Regions from separate parts of the Mus musculus genome. Here region 1 is linked to region 2. The links are chromatin contacts, called in public Hi-C maps. All regions are on one chromosome and are shown on one strand. Each heading gives the region's core, a stretch centred on a gene start, on an enhancer-like site or on the middle of the called end of the contact. The rest is flanking DNA. Distances are from core to core; before and after follow the strand shown.

The links. A called contact is a pair of places that touch in the nucleus more often than the background predicts.
Region 1: a Hi-C map of cortical neurons shows a contact between it and region 2, with 2.0 times the contacts expected there. The contact joins two enhancer-like sites. A contact is called at or near these places in 1 of 15 datasets of contacts at CTCF or cohesin (the NIH/3T3 cell line) and 2 of 484 Hi-C or Micro-C datasets (bone marrow-derived macrophages and cortical neurons).

Annotation. Positions count from the first base shown.
Region 1 is chr11:110,798,021-110,802,394 of GRCm38.p6, forward strand. No RefSeq gene overlaps it. Among named protein-coding and RNA genes, the nearest start is that of Kcnj16, 200 kb to the right of the region's middle. Within about 2 kb of position 2,206, at least 10 of the 459 cell types and tissues checked have an H3K27ac peak or open chromatin away from gene starts, as enhancers often do. A contact at or near this core is called in cortical neurons, where this site is marked.
Region 2 is chr11:110,560,787-110,564,824 of GRCm38.p6, forward strand. No RefSeq gene overlaps it. Among named protein-coding and RNA genes, the nearest start is that of Gm46300, 11 kb to the left of the region's middle. Within about 2 kb of position 2,320, at least 13 of the 459 cell types and tissues checked have an H3K27ac peak or open chromatin away from gene starts, as enhancers often do. A contact at or near this core is called in cortical neurons, where this site is marked.

The sequences.
Region 1 (4,374 bases), core at 956-3,455, 240 kb after region 2:
TAAAAAAATAGATCTTCCATGTTTCTAGTTTGAAAACTTGAATTAGTGTTAGACATACACAATTAATGTTGATGTTTTAGAGGGTAGGGGATGGTTTTAAACATGTGTGTGTGTTGAGATGCAGGTAACACTTGGTCACCCAGGAATAGCTAGTGCCAACTTTAATAATGGCTAAACTTTGCACATAGTGTGTGTTAGCTATTCATTATTACAATGGATACTGAAAATGTCTGTCTTGCATTTGAAAATGAAAGATGGACACCTCTCTGTTGCCCACATGCAAATAATAGTCTTAGGAGCCTATTGATGTCTTGCAGCTGTCAAGAATCATACACTTGCTCTCCTGTGAGAGATGCTTAGATGCACCTTGATTTTTAAGTTCTTGATTTTGCTTTGGTTGGCTTCACTTTCTACAGTGCTGATCTGTACCAAAAAAGAGTCATTAGAAACGTCAAATGAGCAATATAAACAGTCAAGCAGCCTTTGTCAGTGTTGACAGTTCCTTAGTAAATTTCATTGTTGTGTAGATATTATAGAGTGTATTTAAATTAAGGCAGCAGTGGCAGTGGTATTGATACATGATATAATCTCACATGACATTTGTGACATATGTGGTCCAGTCTTGACTGGAATATTGTTTTGCAAGGTATGACTGAATTCTTTAAAATCATGGATAGGTCTTTGGGTTGCAACAAATTTATGTAAAAGGAAAAATGTTATGACTTCTCATGTTAAAAATAAGATACGGAAGGCTGTCATTGTCAAATTTCTACAACCAGTTAATAACAGGATAATAAGAAGCAGAAATTGTTCCCAGATTTTCAGCATGAGACACAGTTTTGGTACCAGTGGTGGGCGATTTGTTTCAAAACTAATCAATGTTTTCCTCTGATTTTTTACAGTGATTTATGGCTGGAGACAACTCAGTGGTAGACCACTTCAAGAGGCCATGTTCATTCCCGATGCCCTATGTAAAACAAACAAACAACAACAACAACATGTATAGGTGCTGACGGCACAGAGTCTATGAAGTGCTTTCCTTGAAAGCACGAGGACTTGGGTTTGATCCCCAGAAACCATGTAAGAAAAGCCAAGTGAGAAGGAGCATGCTTGTAATCCCAGCAGCAGCAGCAAGACAAAGACAGGGGAATTCTTTTTGAGCCTCATTTCCAGGTAGCTTACCCTGTCTCCTAAAACAGGTAGATACCTGAGAAATAAAACCCAAAATTATCCTCTGCCTACAAGAGCACCCACATGATGCATGGACACACAGAGATACACACAAATATATATATATATATACACGCACACACACACATACATACACACATATGCACACACATAAACACATGAGCATGTATAGGCATGCACACATGCATACACACATACAAGTATATACACACATACACACACATATATGCACACATACACACATATGCACACACCTGTGCACACACATGCACACACATGTAACCAACACATGTGCATCTATATACATACACACAAATCATGATTCATAATTTGTTGATGTGGCACTAGGACTAGAGTTGACTCAACACTGCTTAGATGGTCAGTACATTCAACAATGCCATCTGAAACTTGAACAATTGTTTAATCTGTGACATGCAAAAAGCTTGCAAGGTTTTCCTCCAGCTTTATAAAGAAAACAAATAGCAACATTTTGATTCCATGATGACCTGTAAAGCAGGTCTCTTCTAGTAAGATTATAAGAAGCTGGTATCATATGCTAGGAATCGAATGTTTTTGTTGTCTTTGTTTAACAAAAAGGAATGCTTTGTAGACAAAGACACTGATGCTTTCAAAGGACTTTAAATACTCTAGCCATGGAAGGGATCACTGGTTAACTTAAAATTGGAAAGTGCTGTGTTTGGTCACTTGTCCTTGCATGGTCACAGCCAATGAAACATGGAAAAAAATCTCTGGCTTCATACTAATGGTATTTCATTCATAAAATGCAACTGTGTCCTACTGTTTAACTGAGTGGTTCCAGGGCTGTGACAGCAGGCAGTCAGCTGGTTGGATTCCTATATAAACACAATGGCATTCCGAGGGTGGTGCTCTTTTTTCCTAATTAAAGCAAATTAGAAGCCCCATTTTGTTTCTGCAGTGAGTTCTGACAGCAGCATGTTCTGTGAATTGCTCATGGTACTTTACAGGAAGGCTTTTCCTTTCATTCAACATTCATTTATTCTCTTAAGTGTTAAATGCATTCCAGGCTCTGAAACCTTGGTTTTTCTGGATCCTTTCTAAACAGGACTAGAGGATTCGGTGAAATTCAGGGCAATAACTTGTGATGATGTTCCATTCTTTCAGCTTGACGATGCTTCTCTCTGGGTGGACACTCTATGCCCTCCCCGTCTTGATCTATCAGTTTGAATAATAGTGAAGCGGAATTTCTAAGGGGCGACCCAATTTGGCAAGGAGCAGTTGTTTGCAAGGACTCACATTGTTAAGACAAACAACTAAAATGCCAGTGCAAACATAGCAACTAGACATCAGAAGGGAGGCTGCACGCACAAGGAAAGCTTCCACGGAGCTATAATTTGACACACAGGAGCACAGTTTACAGCTCTCAGTTTCCAACAATGATATGCCTATTGTATGTATAATTTAAGGCCAGCGTCCAGGATTCAGGTATGTCTGGGTTTCATTTAATATTTGAAAAAATAAAATGATCAAGGAATGCTTAGATCATAGTTGTTCGAAGAAGCATTCCCTTGAATAAAATCCCATTGGCCAGTAGCTCATGTAAGTGTTTTCTGTAAGGAACTCAGTAAAACTCTATTCATTTCTGAAGTGATTGCTGCATTTTGTTGGCCTAAATTTTGTGTGAACTATCTGCATGAATATAAGTGTTGGGGGAGAGGGAAAGAGAGAGAGAGAGAGAGAGAGAGAGAGAGAGAGAGAGAGAGAGAGAGAGAGGGAGAGAGAGAGAGAGGAAACAAGGGAGGTAGAGAGAGAGATAGAGTAGGGAGAAGTCAACATGAAGTGTCTTTCTTAGCCATTCTTCACTGTGGCTTTGAAAACAGACTCTTTCCTGGATCTTGCTGACACAGTAGCTAGGTTGGCTGTCCAGTGAGCCTTTGGGATCCCTATGTCTCCACCTAACCTACTCTGGAATTACAAGTGCTCAACACGACACCCAGCTTTTTATTTCAAGTTATGGAGAGCAAATTCAGGTCATCCTTCTTGTGTGGCAGGCATTAGATACACTGAACTCGCTAGCCTGTGGCCTGACTTTAAGAGTTAGAAGGCTAAGCTTTAAGTATCAACCATCTTTCTATAAGTCAGGCTATGCTTCTCTGCTATGCTTTGTTGTAAAGTCTCCATCCCAGTCTTTCCAACAACGAGATCTCAGATGAAGACATAGCTCTTACTAGTTTTGTTTCCTTTGAGCTAATTTTTTTAACTCTGCATCTTGCTGAACTCTATATTGGAGAAAAAGTTAAGTTTATAAAGAGTGATGAAGGGTGTGTGCAATGAATGAAAGTCATAGGCAAGAACACACAGAAAGCCCTGCTCCATTCTGAAATCTCTTAAATAAAAAACACAGATTCATACCTGAAGTTAAATACTACATTGCTTTGGAAACTCTACTGCATTATGTCTGTAGAAGGGAAATATTTCTCTGATTCATCTGATTATCAATGCATGTGATGAAATTCAAATTACAAATTACATATTAAAGGTAAGAATTGAATGCCAGGGGGGAAGTCTTTTTCAAAGCTCCTTTCTTTCTTCAGTCTAACCGCTTTCTTGTTTTTCAGCTTCTGTGTCAGAGACAGTAAAGAGAAATCATAACAGAAGGTGAAATTTGACTCAGTTTGGTCTGTGAAGTGTTATAATCTTTGTGCAGCTAATGGCAAGAACACAGACTGGATGGAATTTTCCCGTCTTTTATCTTTCTGCCCGAAGACAGTCAACAATTACCTGTAAATAAATTTCAGACTCCAGGAAAGAGATTCCACTCCTCCCTTCAGTCCCCAGCCCACCTGTTCATGCAGTCATGGAATTTCCCCTTTGCCTAAAATGAGCTTTATATAGTCAAACATCTCGTAAAGTGGGAGAGGGGGCTTGTGCAGTAACAGGAGAGAGTACTTAAAGGTTCTGATTTAAAGAAATGCACCCAGATGAGTTAGGCCAGTTGGGGTCAGTTAAGCCTCCCCTGACACCAGCCATTAGTAATATTTTCCATGCACCAAGTAAAACAATGGAAACTTCATCACATCTGGTCGAGCCTCCAATACCTACGCAGCTTGTAATGGTTTTTGAAATCTTGATATGAAACAGCACCGTGGCACTCAACGGTGGATTGTTAGCGAGCAAAGAAGGCACGCTTGCTCCAAAACAAGG
Region 2 (4,038 bases), core at 1,070-3,569:
ATACGTGGGAGGGTAATTTCCTTCACCTGCCATACTTCAATTCAGGCTGTGCTCTGGTTGGATGCATTTTAGGCAGGCGTGTGTACTCTACCAAGAGACACACCTTGTCTCTTTGTTTATCAGTTTTTTTTGTTGTCATCTGTTTGGTTAGGGTGGCATTGGATGTTGTAAAATTGCTGTACTTCATAAGGGTATGCAGAAAAAAACACTCTGAGTTCATGTGATTATTCCTTCATTTCTCAGCAAAAAATTTCACAGCAGCTTAAGCACCAGGTGGGATCCGCCTTTGTAACTATTATTACTGTGGTGCGTGCCAAAGTGAATTTTAAGACTCTCTTATTTCCTGCATGTATCAGCTCCAGTTGTGTGTGTGTCTGTGTAAGTATGTGAACATGTTCATGGATGGGGAGGTATGTGTGTGTGTTTCTACACCTGGAGGCCAAAGGTCAAAGTCTGCTGCTCTTCATTGTCATGCTCCACTTAATATTTTCAGAGTCTCTCACTGAGCCTGGGGCTGCTGACTTAGCTGGACTGGCTGGCCAGAAAATCCCAAAGACCCTCCTAAGTCCACTTCCCCAGAGCTGGGATTACTGCTGAGCCTGACATTTTGTGTGAGTTCTAGTGCATCAAACTCAGACCTCCATGCTTGTCTGAGAAGGGTTTTATTGACTTGACCTTGACTATCTCCCAGTATTAGTTACAGTTTTTAGATCTTTCTCTCTCTCTCTCTCCCCCCTGACCCCATTCTTCCAAGTCACGGCTTTTTAATTTTGTTTTGTGGCTTATACATTGTTGTTTTGATGTTTCAAAGCTTCAGGATAACTTTTGTCTGCTTGTGCTTATGTGTGCGTGCGTGTGCATGCATAGGTGTGTAGGGTATGTGTGTATGTGCATACGTGTACATATTTGTATGTGTAGGGTCTGAGTGCATGCATGCATGTACAGTTGCTGTTTAACACTGTGCCTATAGATTTTGGGCACTCAAATATTTTTGGAATGCAGTTCCGAGTCAAAAGAATAAATCTGTGCAGGGCAGTGTTGCACACTCCTTTAATCCCATCACTCGGGAGGCAGAGGCAGGCGGATTTCTGAGTTTGAGGCCAGCCTGGTCTACAGAGTGAGTTCCAGGACAGTCAGGGCTACACAGAGAAACTCTGTTTTGAAAAACCAAAAGAAGAAAGAGAAAAAAAAAAAGAATAAATCTGTAAATGTGGAATAGTAGGACTTGTCTTTTAATAAATTATTTTTTTCTCAATTACGTTTGAGATTCTGAAAGGTCTTTATTCAAAGCATTTCCCTCTTTAGAAACTCTTCTGTTCCAGCTCATTAGGAAGGGGTCCAAGTTCCCATTTGATTTAGAAACTTCTTCTTTTTCCCCCCCTAGGACTGGAAAGTTGTCACCCTTAGGGATTTTGGAAAGATTTTAACATGAATCCAGGAAATCCAATTCTGTTCAAAATCAATTATTTGTGTTTTCTGAAAAAATCTATTTTCTGAAAATCTATTTTCTGAAATCTATAAAAACTACTCTCAAAAAGAATTCTAGGAAATTGCTTCCCTTCATTACCCGTCTGCCTGGTGTTCCCCCTTTAGTTTGTCCAAAAGGGAGGAAATAATGTTCACACTTTTCACGATGCTATGATGACTGAGATATGCTCGCGGGTCCAGTGAGCTTTCTGGGGTGGGAGGGTCTGAGTCTCCTTGGGAACTTCAAGGCCATTGCTGCTGACCGCCTGGGGCAGGAAGGAACTCATGAGTAGTGAGGGGGAAGTAGCTAAGCCTGGCTTAGAGGAAGTGTAACTGGCAATATTTTCCCAATTCCTAAGTCAAGTCTGCTTTACCGTCAATAACTAATAACTCAGAGGATACAACCTTGGAAATGCATTTCCTCAGGGATGCGGCCTATGAGGCAGGCAGCTTCTTTATTATTATTATTATTATTATTATTATTATTATTGGTTAGTAGGCATCAAAGTGTATAGCTTATAGCAGGAATTCAGTGGGACTTCCAGTTTGTCTCCACTCCCAGCGCTGTGAGCTTTGCCCACTTGCTCATCTCCCCGCAGTGTGGGAGCGAACCCAGCTGAGATGGATCTTTTTCTAGGCTGGGTGTCATAGAAGCTTTGAGCAGGGGCGTAGGTGCATAGTTAAGCATCCCCATGTTCTGATTACCTAACCAATTGCCATTGAATCTTGGAGCAAAATTGGTCCCCTGTGTCTTTTTGAGTCATTGGCAATTGTTGGAAGAGGTGAAGATAGTTTCTTTTGGAAGAAGAACCGAAAGCAATTTACTCTGAGTAGCTAAGTATGTTATTTCGGGGAACAGCATGACCATCAGATATGCACAAAGCAATTTGGAAGTCACCATGTGGAATGTATTCTGTTTACTGCATTCAGAAAAGTCATTTTAATTGGTCTCTGCAACCCATCACTGGGAATCCCTCTTCCCATAGCTGGTGCCTAGCCCATGCCTGTGCTCCGTTCTCTTTCCCATTCCCGCTTCCGCAGTAGCTCTGCTACTGTTCTGTGTCCGTGGCCCCATCACTCAAATGGTTTTACCAACAGGATTGACCTTGGCAACTGTGACGCTGCGAAGATCACGTTTGACAGGCGCTCTCTTGTTTTTAGCGTCCAGTTTCGCTGGAGGCTGCAGGAAGCTGCCTCCCGCAGGCTGAGGTCTGGAGGAGAAGCTGATAACACAAGGAGAAGCACCTGGTAGCAGCAGCAGCACTTCATCCAGGATGAAAACAGGAACTAAAATATAAACAACATCCTTTTTCCAGAAGCCAGAGCTCAGCTCCCTCCCGAGTGGGGTTGAGTCTGTTCTCCCAAGAGTCTCACGAGAACCTTTACTGAGGCAGGAAGGAAGGTCAGGGCATGAAGCAGGGTTTCAAGATTTCCGGTGGAAATCATCAAAAAGGATTTTTTTAAAAAAAAATTGTTATTGTTGTTGACGATCTTTTAAGTTCACGAATATGAGCAATAATCGTAGTTACAGCGCCGCACTTGCTTTTAGATGAATAAAAATTTAAATAGCTCAAGTCTGACAACATTTCCAAGGAAATGATGCAAATGGATCAAAGCGAAAAAGAAGAAAGGGCACGCTGCTGATCTCGTCTTTCCCACACCGTTTCGTCTGAAATGGATGTTATTTGTAACAGGGAAGTATGGCATCATGTTCCCTGTGATTGGTTGCTCGGCCAGTGTGTTCTGCTCACCCAATAAAGCAGAAATGTATGTGGAGTGAGGCGAGGGCTCTCCTCAGTGCCTCCAGTCAGTATGTAATGACTCAGGACCAGACGCCAACCACGGATGCTGAGAGCTACAACTTCTGCTCACACATTCAGCCCATTTGTACTGTTCTTACTTTAAAAAGTTACTTTTTTTTATTTATGTGTATGCACGCATCTATGTGGGTGCCCAAGGAATCTAGAGACAGTTGTTGGGTCTCCTGGAGTTGGAGTTATAGGCCATTGTGAACCATCTGTTGTGAGTTCTAGGAACTGAATTTGTCTTCTCTGGAAGAGCAGCAAGTGCTCTTAACCACTTAACTATTTTTTTTCCAGTTCTCTATTTCTTGCTTTTAGATAGATATTGTATTAAGCCCAATCTCTTCTTTAATGATTGTGTTATTAGAAAATGAAAAAAATCATGATCCATGTGTTTATTTTACATATTAAGACTGTGATACTTCATTCCTCCGTAGAATAGAGAACAAAATACCCATGGAAGGAGTTACAGAGACAACGTTTGGAGCTAAGACGAAAGGATGGACCATCCAGAGGCTACCCAACTCGGGGAACCATCCCATAATCAGCCACCAAACCCAGACACTATTGCATATGCCCTCAAGATTTTGCTGAAAGGACCCTGATATAGCTATCTCTTGTGAGGCTATGCCAGTGCCTGGCAAATACAGAAGTGGATGCTCACAGTCAGCTATTGGATGGATCACAGGGCCCCCAATGGAGGACCTAGAGAAAGTACCCAAGGAGCTGAAGGGGTCTGCACCCCTATAGGTGGAACAACAATATGAAC